Linked DNA regions of Danio rerio: region 2 is linked to region 1. A link is a contact called in public Hi-C data. All regions are on one chromosome and are shown on one strand. The core of a region is the stretch at or near the end of the contact, and the rest is flanking DNA. Distances in the headings are between cores, read along the strand shown.

What was found. A called contact is a pair of places that touch in the nucleus more often than the background predicts.
Region 2: a Hi-C map of hematopoietic stem cells shows a contact between it and region 1, with 4 times the contacts expected there. The contact joins the promoter of txndc5 here to the promoter of zgc:101569 in region 1. A contact is called at or near these places in 3 of 18 Hi-C or Micro-C datasets (caudal fin, hematopoietic stem cells and an unstated tissue).

What each region holds. Positions count from the first base shown.
Region 1 is chr24:8,038,964-8,044,611 of GRCz12tu, forward strand. zgc:101569 reads left to right here and starts at 2,003. Exons shown (of 6, transcript NM_001005995.2): 1 at 2,003-2,198; 2 at 4,639-4,809. The coding sequence starts at 2,069. si:dkey-197c15.6 reads right to left here and starts at 617. Exons shown (of 2, transcript XM_692391.11): 1 at 1-617. The coding sequence starts at 306.
Region 2 is chr24:8,166,679-8,172,576 of GRCz12tu, forward strand. txndc5 (thioredoxin domain containing 5) reads right to left here and starts at 3,894. Exons shown (of 10, transcript NM_213016.2): 1 at 3,666-3,894; 2 at 1,547-1,699; 3 at 1,294-1,399; 4 at 1,099-1,195. The coding sequence starts at 3,832.

The DNA of each region.
Region 1 (5,648 bases), core at 753-3,252:
CAGAATGTTGGCCTCGGACAAGTTCGGCTTGTGGCTGGACGCAAATATGTCTTTTTTAAAACGGGCCTGGATGAAATCGATGATGAACCGCAGACACTGTCGGTTGAGATGTAACCAGCGTGAAAGGAAGTGATCGTCCAGTCCGCCCAGCACAGAGTGGATCTCGGGAGCAGAGATGGGCTCGCTGGTGCTGGGCTGTTTGTCTGGTTTTTTGTTGCTGATGTTGGATGATGTTGTGTTGTTACATACACCATTTGTTAATAAATCATCCTGAACTGCAAACCACAGCGCACCAGCTAAAGACATTATGAGCAGCAGGGGGGGAAACTGTTGAAGTCCTCCTCTGGGTTGTGTTTCAGTTGACTAACGTTATCTCGATTACTGTCTACAAGAAAACTTCGCGTGAACTGGACCATAAAGCGTCAGTATCTTCAAACATCAGATTAGTCCATGAAAATAAAGTATTAACTGAATGGAATGACGACCGGGTAGTACTTAAAACATCTCATCTGCGTTTGGTTTACGTAATTTGGAAAGAAAAGCCAACACTTTACCTTCAAAACAAACGAAAAAACACGAAATGAATGAGAGGCATGTTGAGGATGGATCGCGTTTACACATCCGGGTCAGGGGAAAATGTCTTTGAATTTCAAAATACAGGTCCCGCTATATATCAGGAGAAAATAGTAACTAATATTATTAATTCATTAATTTTCTTGTTGGCTTAGTCCCTTTATCAATCTGGGGTCGCCACAGCGGAATGAACCGCCAACTTATCTAGCACATGTTTTATGCAGCGGATGCCCTTCCAGCTGCAACCCATCTCTGGGAAACATACACACTCATACACTACAGACAATTTAACCTACTCAACTCACCTGTACCGCATGTCTTTGGACATTGGGAAAACCGGAGCACCCTGAGGAAACTCACGCGAACGCAGGGAGAACATGCAAACTCCACACAGAAACGCCAACTGAATCAGCTCGAACCAGCGACCTTCTTGCTGTAAGGCGACAGCACTTCTGCTCCACTGCGTCGCCTAACTAATATTAAACATAAATAAATAAACTATAACTTTATCTAGAAGATACAAACAAATTACTTTTCTAAAGAATTAACTCATTTATTGCAGTTAATATTACGTTAAAAGTGTTTATTCATTAGGCGACACAATGGCTCAGTGGTTAGAACTGTTGCCTCACAGCAAGAAGGTCACTGGTTCCAGTCAGTTGGCATTTCTGTGTGGAGTTTCTCCCAGTATGTTCCCCCAGTGTTTGTGTGGGTTTCCTACGGGTGCTCCGGTTTCCCCCACAAGTCTAAAGACATGTGGTACAGGTGAATTGAATAAACTAAATTGGTCGTAGTGTACGAGTATGAATGAGGGTGTTTGGATGTTTCCCAGTGTTGGGTTGCGGCTGAAAGGGCATCCGCTGCGTAAAACATATGCTAGACAAGTTGTCGGTTTGTTCTGCTGCGGCGACCCCAGATTAATAAAGGGACTGAGAATGAATGAATAAAAGTTTTGTGATTGAAAGTGCATTCTATACGTAGGCTACATTAATGCAGTGTTTCTCAACCATGTTCCTGGAGGACCATCAGCTCTGTACATGTTGCATGATCTTAACCAAACACACCTGATTTAGATAATCAGCTCATTAGCAGAGACTGAAGGAACTGTAATGGGTGTAACAGACAAAGGAGACATCCAAAACATGCAGTGTTGTTAGTCCTCCAGGAATGTGGTTTAGAAACACTGCATTAATGTAATTTATACATGCATTACTTAGTATTGACGCAACATAACCTTAATTTTTTTCCAATGTCATTTTAATGTATAAATGGGCTTTTGTAAACAATAATTATAGTGAAATAACATATAAACTTGAATTTAATTGAACTGAATTAATGCCGTTATCTGAGTGACTTTTAATTTGGCATTCTGAATTCTGAAGTGTCGTTTATTATTATTATTTCTTGTCGTAAAAAAAGTGAAGTTTGACGCAATATACCACTTTAAACTACGCAAAACACAGATGAGACACACGTTAACAGTTTCTCCTTAATTATGGCTCTAACTTTAGGGAGAATGTCAGTTAATAGTGCCTTTAGGAGGGCGATCCTGAGTTTAAACTACGTGAAAGGACAAAGATTTAACAGCAGCACTTCAAACAAGGAAAGAAAAACTACGAGCTCAGGTAAAGTAAAAACAAAGTTTCCCCCTTTGTCGGTAGAGGTCAGCAAAAACTTAAAGTTTGGACTTTGGAGGAACTCACTACAGGTCTGTATGAAAGTAACTTAGTGGGAGTAACCTGACCGGTAGGCGAGGCCAAAATGGAGAGGCGTTCTGACAACATGTCACCTGATTGGGTTTAGGTTGGGTTAGGCGGGGGTTCATTAAGGGAGATCATTTTCATTGCATGGTTTAGAAAAAAAAAAATCACCAGTTTGGAAACACCCACACATTCAGAAACGCCCGTGAACGTAGGAGGGGACTGTAATGTTCACAACTGACCAATCAAATAACTTTTACCTGAGACTCTTGTAAGCTGAGTTGGACTTCAGCAATAGTGCAATGGGTGAATAGCTTTCAATCTTCCTCTAAGTTCCAGTTAAAGACGACATATCGTTAATGTTACCCAGTGTTTAAGTAGCAAGAAAGGAAAGATTATTTAGAAATACCTAACGCTACGGTTGACCTTATTAACTTATTTAGGGCATACAGAAACGAAAGCAGAGTTGTGACGCAATGCACAGAACTAGTCGAGCCTCGTAACTTACTATTTATATTACACGAGAATCTGCACATAAAGCTAAAGAATATATATTTTACTTTTTTTAAACGCATGGCTTCAATCCCTAATTTTCTGATTGAAGTTGACGCTGCTCAAATCTTTGTTTAACAACAAAAAATGTGTCCGATTTATGGTACTATATGAAGAACTGTTGTGTATTGACTCTGCTTTGATTTAGCTTTCCTGTAATGCTCCTAATTTATTTATTTTGATACACTTTTATACAATTGTAATTTACTCACCCCTTTCTTTGTTAGTATTTTTTCTGTCTGCAGTTAATGTAGCTTGTATTTTCCCTCTTTTGTATCTCTCTTATATTGATCTCCTGATTGTGGTTTCATATTTTCATCATCAAAAAAAAAAAAAAAAAAAAAAAAAAAAATATATATATATATATATATATATATATATATATATATATATATATATATATATATATATATGTATGTATATGTATGTATGTATGTGTGTGTTACACAGAAAGTGATATTGAAACCATCAAGCATATTTTATACAATTGCATATACTCAGAGTTATTTTGGATTTATGTACACGACGTGTACATGTCTCATGTCAATATCCATGTAAACCATTTTTGCTGAAAACAAGTCAAATTTGGTGTAACTAAAGAAAATTATTATAATTAAATTATTAATATTACACAGTGTTTTGGAATTACATGCAGACGCAAATATGGGTTGTTTTAATAAACACCTAATTTTAATAAAAACCTCATTATTAATAATAATCTCAAATGAAAATGAGAGTAAAAAAAATATTAAAATTGTTGTAATGTTCAGACACTAAAGGTCTTAGGATATTCAGTGTATAGGAGATGAAAAATTATTACTAAAAAAAAAAAAACGTCAGCACTTTTAAGGTTTACAATGTAAATCCAACTAGAAACATTTGTTTGGTAAACAAAACTACAGTAGCGCTATAGTACATCTGCTACAATACATTGAAAATATAATGTTACAAATTGTGTTGTACGTTTTTAAACTTAGGTTGTGTTGTAATTTTTTGCTGTGAAATTACATTTTAATATTTATTTTAAATGACCTATAGTCTAATTTAAATTTAAATCAAAAAGCAATTTATTAAATCATTTTAGTAGCGCTATAATACATCCCCTAATATACATAGAAAATATATTGTTAAAAATGTTGTTGTACCTAAATAGACTAAAATGATTATTCAATAATATCACTTAAATTAACATAAAACGTTGAATAAATATGAATTTATACACATTTACAAATAAGTAAATAAATAGGCTGAATAGATGGCCTCAAAAATTCACCTGTATAAGGTGTCTGTCCATCTATCTTTCCATCTATCTTTCCATCTATCTTTCCATCTATCTTTCCATCTATCTATCTATCTATCTATCTATCTATCTATCTATCTATCTATCTATCTATCTATCTATCTATCTATCTATCTATCTATCTATCTATCTATCTATCTATCTATCTATCTATCTATCTATCTATCTTTCCATCCATCTATCTATCTATCTATCTATCTATCTATCTATCTATCTATCTATCTATCTATCTATCTATCTATCTATCTATCTATCTATCTATCTATCTATCTATCTATCTATCTATCTATCTATCTATCCATCCATCCATCCATCCATCCATCCATCCATCCATCCATCCATCCATCCATCCATCCATCCATCCATCCATCCATCCATCCATCCATCCATCCATCCATCCATCCATCCATCTATCTATCTATCATTTTTAAATTGCCCTCTATTGTATGTACAGCACATTTCAACAGATTAATTTAGCATGAATATAAATGTTCAGTCCTATGATTGTGACAGGTTCTAATGGCCCAGTAGTTTCTGAGAGAAGGGGTGCAGTGATGCTTATTGGGATAAACCGTCCTGAGGCACGTAATGCAGTGAATCGAGAGACTGCTCAGAGACTGACCGAGGAGCTGTCAGCCTTCGACCAGGACGACAGCCTTAATGTGGCAGTGCTGTATGGAGTGGGTAAGTTACACATGATTTACACATTAATAATCAGGTGGATAAAGCTGATGTAAAGTGATGATCAAATTCAAGTTTGATGGTTGTTGTCTGACTTGCTGTAAAAATTCATGAGTTCAAGAGTTCATTATGGATGCTAAAGTTAACTAACATTAGAAGTGAACGTGCAATACATTAATTAATTAATTCATTCATTCATTCATTTTCCTTTGGCTTACTCCCTTATTTATGAGGGGTCCCATAGTGGAATGAACCACCAACTATTCCAGCATATGTTTTACACAGCGGATATCCTTCCAGCCACAACCTAGCACTGTCGCCAAGTATTTTCAACGAAATGACGCTAAGGTCTGCCTGAAAAGTCACTAAAAGTCGCTAGATTACATCATATGTTAATTTGCATACTACTGACGTCATCACGTTCTACCGTTTTTGTTTGTTTAACAGCCTATGGTCAATAAAGGGGTATTTACATTTGCACTACACTTTACGTATGCATGTCAATTTAACAAAATTGATTACAGTTTAAAAACATATCATTATAGATGTGTTGTGAATTTGCAATCTCTCAGACGTAATAAACTCAGACAAGTACTGAAAGTCTCACTTAAAAATTCTGTGATTGTGAACAAGAAAAGAATAAATGGTCAAATTAAATTGTTAAAGTAAAGGAGAAGCAGATCAGTTTGACTACACAAGGGAAATACCTTCACACTGCCGGTGCTAAGTCCTTTGCCGTCGGTACGCAGAGAGGGGATCTGAGTCAGGCTGCAGGTGGGAGAGGCTGCTGTGCGAGGACTGGGCCGCCTGTCAGTGCTCTGAGGCGGAGGGGGGGCCGGCTG
Region 2 (5,898 bases), core at 2,644-5,143, 130 kb after region 1:
CTATATTTTAATTCACTCAGTGTGATGTTCAGATTTAACTGTTAACCGCATCAGCTAAACTCTTACACTCTATTTTTTTTCTTTTGTTATTAATTCCTTAGGACAAACTTGCAAATAACAGCGTTTTTCTCCGGTCTACCTCCGAAAGCAGCACCTCCAATTCACATTCTGTTTCAAGTTTCTCTTTTTGCTTGCTTTTGCTTTTTCGTTGGGCTTTGCCAAAGTAGAGTCATTAGCATATTCATACGGGGGGGGGGGAGCAGGAAGGGGTTTTGCGCTTGTGCATGTTGCGCTCAGTTTCACGTTAATTCGGATGTACAAATAATATGCGTGGGATTAGGCATACGCATCGTTTCATACATCTGATTTTTTTTCTGCGAACGCACATTTACAACTTTGTACGTACGCAATGTTTTAGTACGATTTCCACGCAAGTCTTCGTACATGAGGCCCCTGGTGTTTTACAAAGTGCTCAGCTTGCTGGTTTGTCCATTCACACACATTTTTATCATCACATGATCTCTATAACAAAATCACATGACCTTTTTTAACGCACATACTGGAACTTGTTCTGTAAAAGTGTTATGCTCATGCATTTTTTATGTGCATTTTCAAAATGGTTGTGCATCTTGACACTTCCATCAATCGATTATTAATGCGCATATCCTAAATGTGCATAAAAATAGGTGGATGGAAACGTAGCTAGTGTGCTTTTTACAATGCATGAATTTGAATGTTCTAAGCACATTGGCGTGATGGTACACACCAGGGGGCAACCTAAATTGATCAGAGTGCTGTGATTGTATGAGTCAACGTGATACGATTATAAGCCGTTTCCTGGTTTTATGCAGTGATATGACAGGATGTAATCTATGACTCAGACTCAGTAGGTCTGCCCACAACTCGGTCTCCTCGGATGAGAATCAGAATGCTCTAACTTTTTTTAAATAATAAAAAAACTAAAGATTTTTAAGAAAAAAAGTGGATGCAGTACTGCTTTAAAGGCACTAGATTATTGCGATTGAGCATGTAACATCCCCTTTAAATTGTTTGTCATTCAAAAATTGAAGAAGTCGCAGGCTGATTATGAGCTTCTACCTTTAGCGATGTGTGATTTGAAGTTTGTAGCTGTGAGTTCATACAGGCCCTGTTTGGGTTCGGGTACTTTGGGTGGCTCTGGTTCACTCTGGGGCTCCTGGTATGAAAAAGGGACAGATAAAATAAGAACAAACTATTTAACAGTGACAATTACAAGACCTCGACTAAATACTCAAACTAGAGTAATTTGATTACTTCAGGTTCCTCCTGCAAGGTTTTTAACATCCAGTTCTCCAGGGCCTGCAGGTCTCGTGGGCCCTGATACTTCACAGCCTCCTGCTCAGGTTTAAACAACTTCAGACTGTAAGACAAACACAGGACAGTTAGCCAGTCAATGATTAATCAAACCACATTTAACTTTTACCATAAGCACATGACTGTCAGGTTAGTTGATCATCCTTTAAGAGATGGTTGGAGGAGATAATGTGCTGTTATAAACGGTGCTTACGTTGGGTATCCACGGATTCCATGTTCAATGGAGCAAAACTTAGTGTCTTTTGTGCAGTCGACTTTCACAACATACGCAGGAGGAGCCTCCATACTGTTATATTTGTCTGCCAACTCATTCCAGGTTCCTTGCAGCCTCTGACAGTGACCACACCTGTACACAACAAACATGAACACTTTTAGCACTATGTAGACACTGTTCACTAGGTTATTACATATACATCTCTTTATATTACAAAAGTTATTTTAGAAGATCACTAAATCTGTTGCAGTGAAATGCTCTAAGATGTAAAAAATCTAAATAAAAATAATTGAATTAACTTTTATTATACACTTCACATTTGAGAAAAGAAAAATGTCCAACAGGAATATTTAGCTCTTCAACATGTCACTTTAAAATTATTTCATTTTTAAAAGTAATACACATAGGTGAATATGACTTAACAATAACTATTTTGCAGTTTGTGCTCTCACCATAATGTGCACACATTAAAAAAGTATTCTATATATAATAAGATATATGTTGTCATATATACATTCACCGGCCATTTTATTAGGTACACCTGTCCAACTGCTCGTTAACACAAATTTTTAATCAGCCAACCAAATGGCAGCAACTCAATGAATAGGCAATGAGTGGCAATTCTGTGGGTGCAAATGCCTTGTTGATGCCAGAGGTCAGAGATGAATGGCCAGACTGGTTCCAGCTTATAGAAAGGCAACAGCAACTCAAATAAGCACTCGTTACAACCAAGGTATGCAGAAGAGCATCTCTAAACGCCGTCGAACCTTGAGGCGGATGGGCTACAGCAGCAGAAGGTTGGTATGGACAGGAAACTGAGGCTACAATTGACACAGGCTCACCAAAATTGAACAATAGAAAATAAAAATAAAAACATTGCCTGGTCTAATGAGTCTGGACTTCTGCTGCAAAACTTAAATAGTAGGATCAGAATTTGGCATCAACAACATGAAAGCATGGATCCATCCTGCCTTGCATCAACGGTTCAGACTGATGGTGATGGTGTAATGGTGTGGGGGATATTTTCTTGGCACACTCTGGGCCCATTAGTACAAACTGAGCATCGTGTCAATGCCACAGCCTACTTGAGAATTATTGCTGACCATGTCCATCTCTTTATGACTACAGTGTACCCATCATCTGATGGCTACTTCCAGCAGGATAACGCACTAAAGCGCGAATCATGGTTTCTTGAACATGACAATGAGTTCACTGTACTCAAATGGCCTCCGCAGTCACCAGATCTCAATCCAACAGAGCACCTTTGGTACAGTATGTGGTGGAACGGGAGATTCACGTCATGGATGTGCAGCTGACAAATCTGCAGCAACTGTGTGATGCTGTGTATCATGTGGATATGGACCAAAATCTGAGGAATATTTCCAGTACCTTGTTGAATCTATGCCATGCAGGATTAAGGAAGTTCTGAAGGCAAAAGCAGGTCCAACCTGGTACTAGTAAGGTGTACCTAATAAATTGGACGGTAAGTATATATTTTTATATACACACACAAAAAGATACTGTATCTTTGTAAAAGGCAAATTAATGCACACTGTGCATGAAAACACAGATTTCTTTTCTTTTTTTAAACATAACAGTGTTAAGTTAATGCATCTACAATACTGTAGTGAGGTGATAACGAGGCACTTTAAATAAGCCCTATCATGGCACAGAATGAGAAAGTAAATATTAAATATTTTATGGTCAAATCCAAAAACTATTCCTAGAATTTTTTTTTTTTTTTTTTTTCTGATGAGGAAGTGATGTCTGATGTCATGGCTGTTCTTGTTCTGCCACGTACACTAAAACTTTATGACTGCAGGAATTTTAACTTTTTAGCCAAAGTCCACTATTATAGTTTTAACTAATCAACGGGCATTTACATGAACGAACATCGCAAACTTTGCATGCATTTTATCCCACAACTGATTTCATAATGAACGTGCCTGCAGACTTAAAGTGGCTGGCGAAGTTGATCATGAACAAATCTCAGGAGTTTAAGCCAGAAGTAACACGAGATATATCTCAATGCATTCACCACTTAATGTAATATCACATATTAATGCATAAAGTGTTTGTTGAAGGTGTTCAGTTTTACCAGGGCGCGAAGAACATGACGAAGTGTGGAGCGGTAGAGATGGCATCATTGAACATCTCCACCGTATATGTGTGTTTGGCGTGCTCGTCCTCCTCTGTGTCATTGTCACATGATAATCTACTACATAATAGCGCCAGATAAATAAAACTCGTTAAAAACGGCTTCATGATCAACACTGTCCGGGCCTGCGAATGAAGCGGAGCGGTGAGTTTATATGAGTGTGTGAGTGCGTGCGCCGCTATGAGTAGAGAGAGTTGATATCTAGAACACCCAAAGAGCAATTATCACTGCTCCGGCGGCGAGCCGTATGATTTGTAGATCTGATCTGGTGCGCATGCGCCCTTATCAAGTCCGCACATCCGGGGCACCGCTGTACGGAGGCTCATGAGAGCCATGAAGTTTTACAGTGCATTTCAGGAATATTAATTGTGCTAAAATATACAGAAAATTAAGAAAAATGTATGATTTTGTGTGGTTTTATTTGTGACTCCCATGCAAGTGCGAAAGACCCAATCCTATACTAAATGTAAAAATACTTTGTATAGCTTATTGTATGAATCTTATATAGCAGTGGTCACCAAACTTGTTCCTGGAGGGCCGGTGTCCTGCAGATTTTAGCTCCAACCCTAATCAAACACATCTGAACAAGCTAATCAAGGTCTTACTTGGTATACTTGAAACATCCAGGCAGGTGTGTTGAGGCAAGTTGGAGCAAAACCCTGTAGGGACACCGGCCCTCCAGGACCAGGATTGGTGACCCCTGTTATATAGCCTAAGTCTAAACCAGGGGTGTCCAAACTCCGTTTCTGGAGGGCCAGTGTCCTGGAGAGTTTACTTCTAACCCTAACCAAACACACCTGAACCAGCTAATCAAGCTCTTACTAGATATACTAGAAACTTCCAGGCTGTTGAGTTGAAGCTAGTTGGAGCTAAACTCTGCAAGACAGCCCTCCATGACAGAGTTTGGACACCCAGGTCTAAACAATGAAAATTGCTATTTATTTGTAATATTTTTGAATTACTAACATTTCTAATTAAAAAAAGTTTAAGATATGAATTAAAAATGTTTAGTTTATATTAATGTTTAATTAGCCTACATTATAGTAAACTATTTTTTAAATAAAAACACCCATTTATTTACATATTATTTTATTCTAATGATGTTATATATATATATATATATATATATATATATATATATATATATATATATATATATATATATATATATATATATATATATATATATATATACATACATACATATATATACATACATACATATATATATATATATATACATATATATATATATATATATATACATATATATATATATATATATATATATATATATATATATATATATATATATATATATATATATATATATATATATATATATAAATATGTATGCATATATGTATGTATATATGTATGTACATATGCTTTTCATTGACTGAATGTATAAAACCAACAAAATGAGCCAATATTCTGGGAAAACCTCTTTACAAATATAAAAAATTAACAGCCAATAAATATTGGGTTGTTGTGGATTAATAAAGGGACTAAGCCAGAAAAAGATAATGAATGAATGAATGATATGTAATATTTTACTAACCGACAGGTTCATTTTCAATATGTTCTAAACCAGGGGTGTCCAAACTGATTGTGGTTGGAACTAAACTTTGCAGTAAACCGGCCCTCCAGGATCGAGTTTGGGCACCCCTGTTCCAAATGTTTAGCATCCAACAAGTCAATTAGCTGGATTATTTTTTCTTTTTCCTTTCCACATTAATCACTACACAATGCATTACAGAATGTGATTAAGGTATTTTCAAACAAACAAAGAGACAAATCAATTAAGATGAAAATACATTAGTGTAATATCAAAATGCTTATTAGTGACTTCTTTAATCATGTTTTTTTTTTCCAATGCGAAGCCTAAAGCCCTAATAATTAATTAAATAAAAGAAGTCTTTAAAAACTATGCAGCATCAAAACATTGTGAATAATAATAAGTAAACAATAATTATTTTGGCAAGAGGGCAGCAATACTAAAGCTGCAGTCCTTGCCAAACACCATTAATTAGAATGGAGGACAAGCTGTTTATTTTCTTCATTCGCTAAAATGATGGATAGAGATTACTAACTATGATGTGAGTGAGAGAGAAAATGCGAGAGCGAGCAAATGTGGCAGACTGTCATGCTTAAAGAATGAAATAATACCACA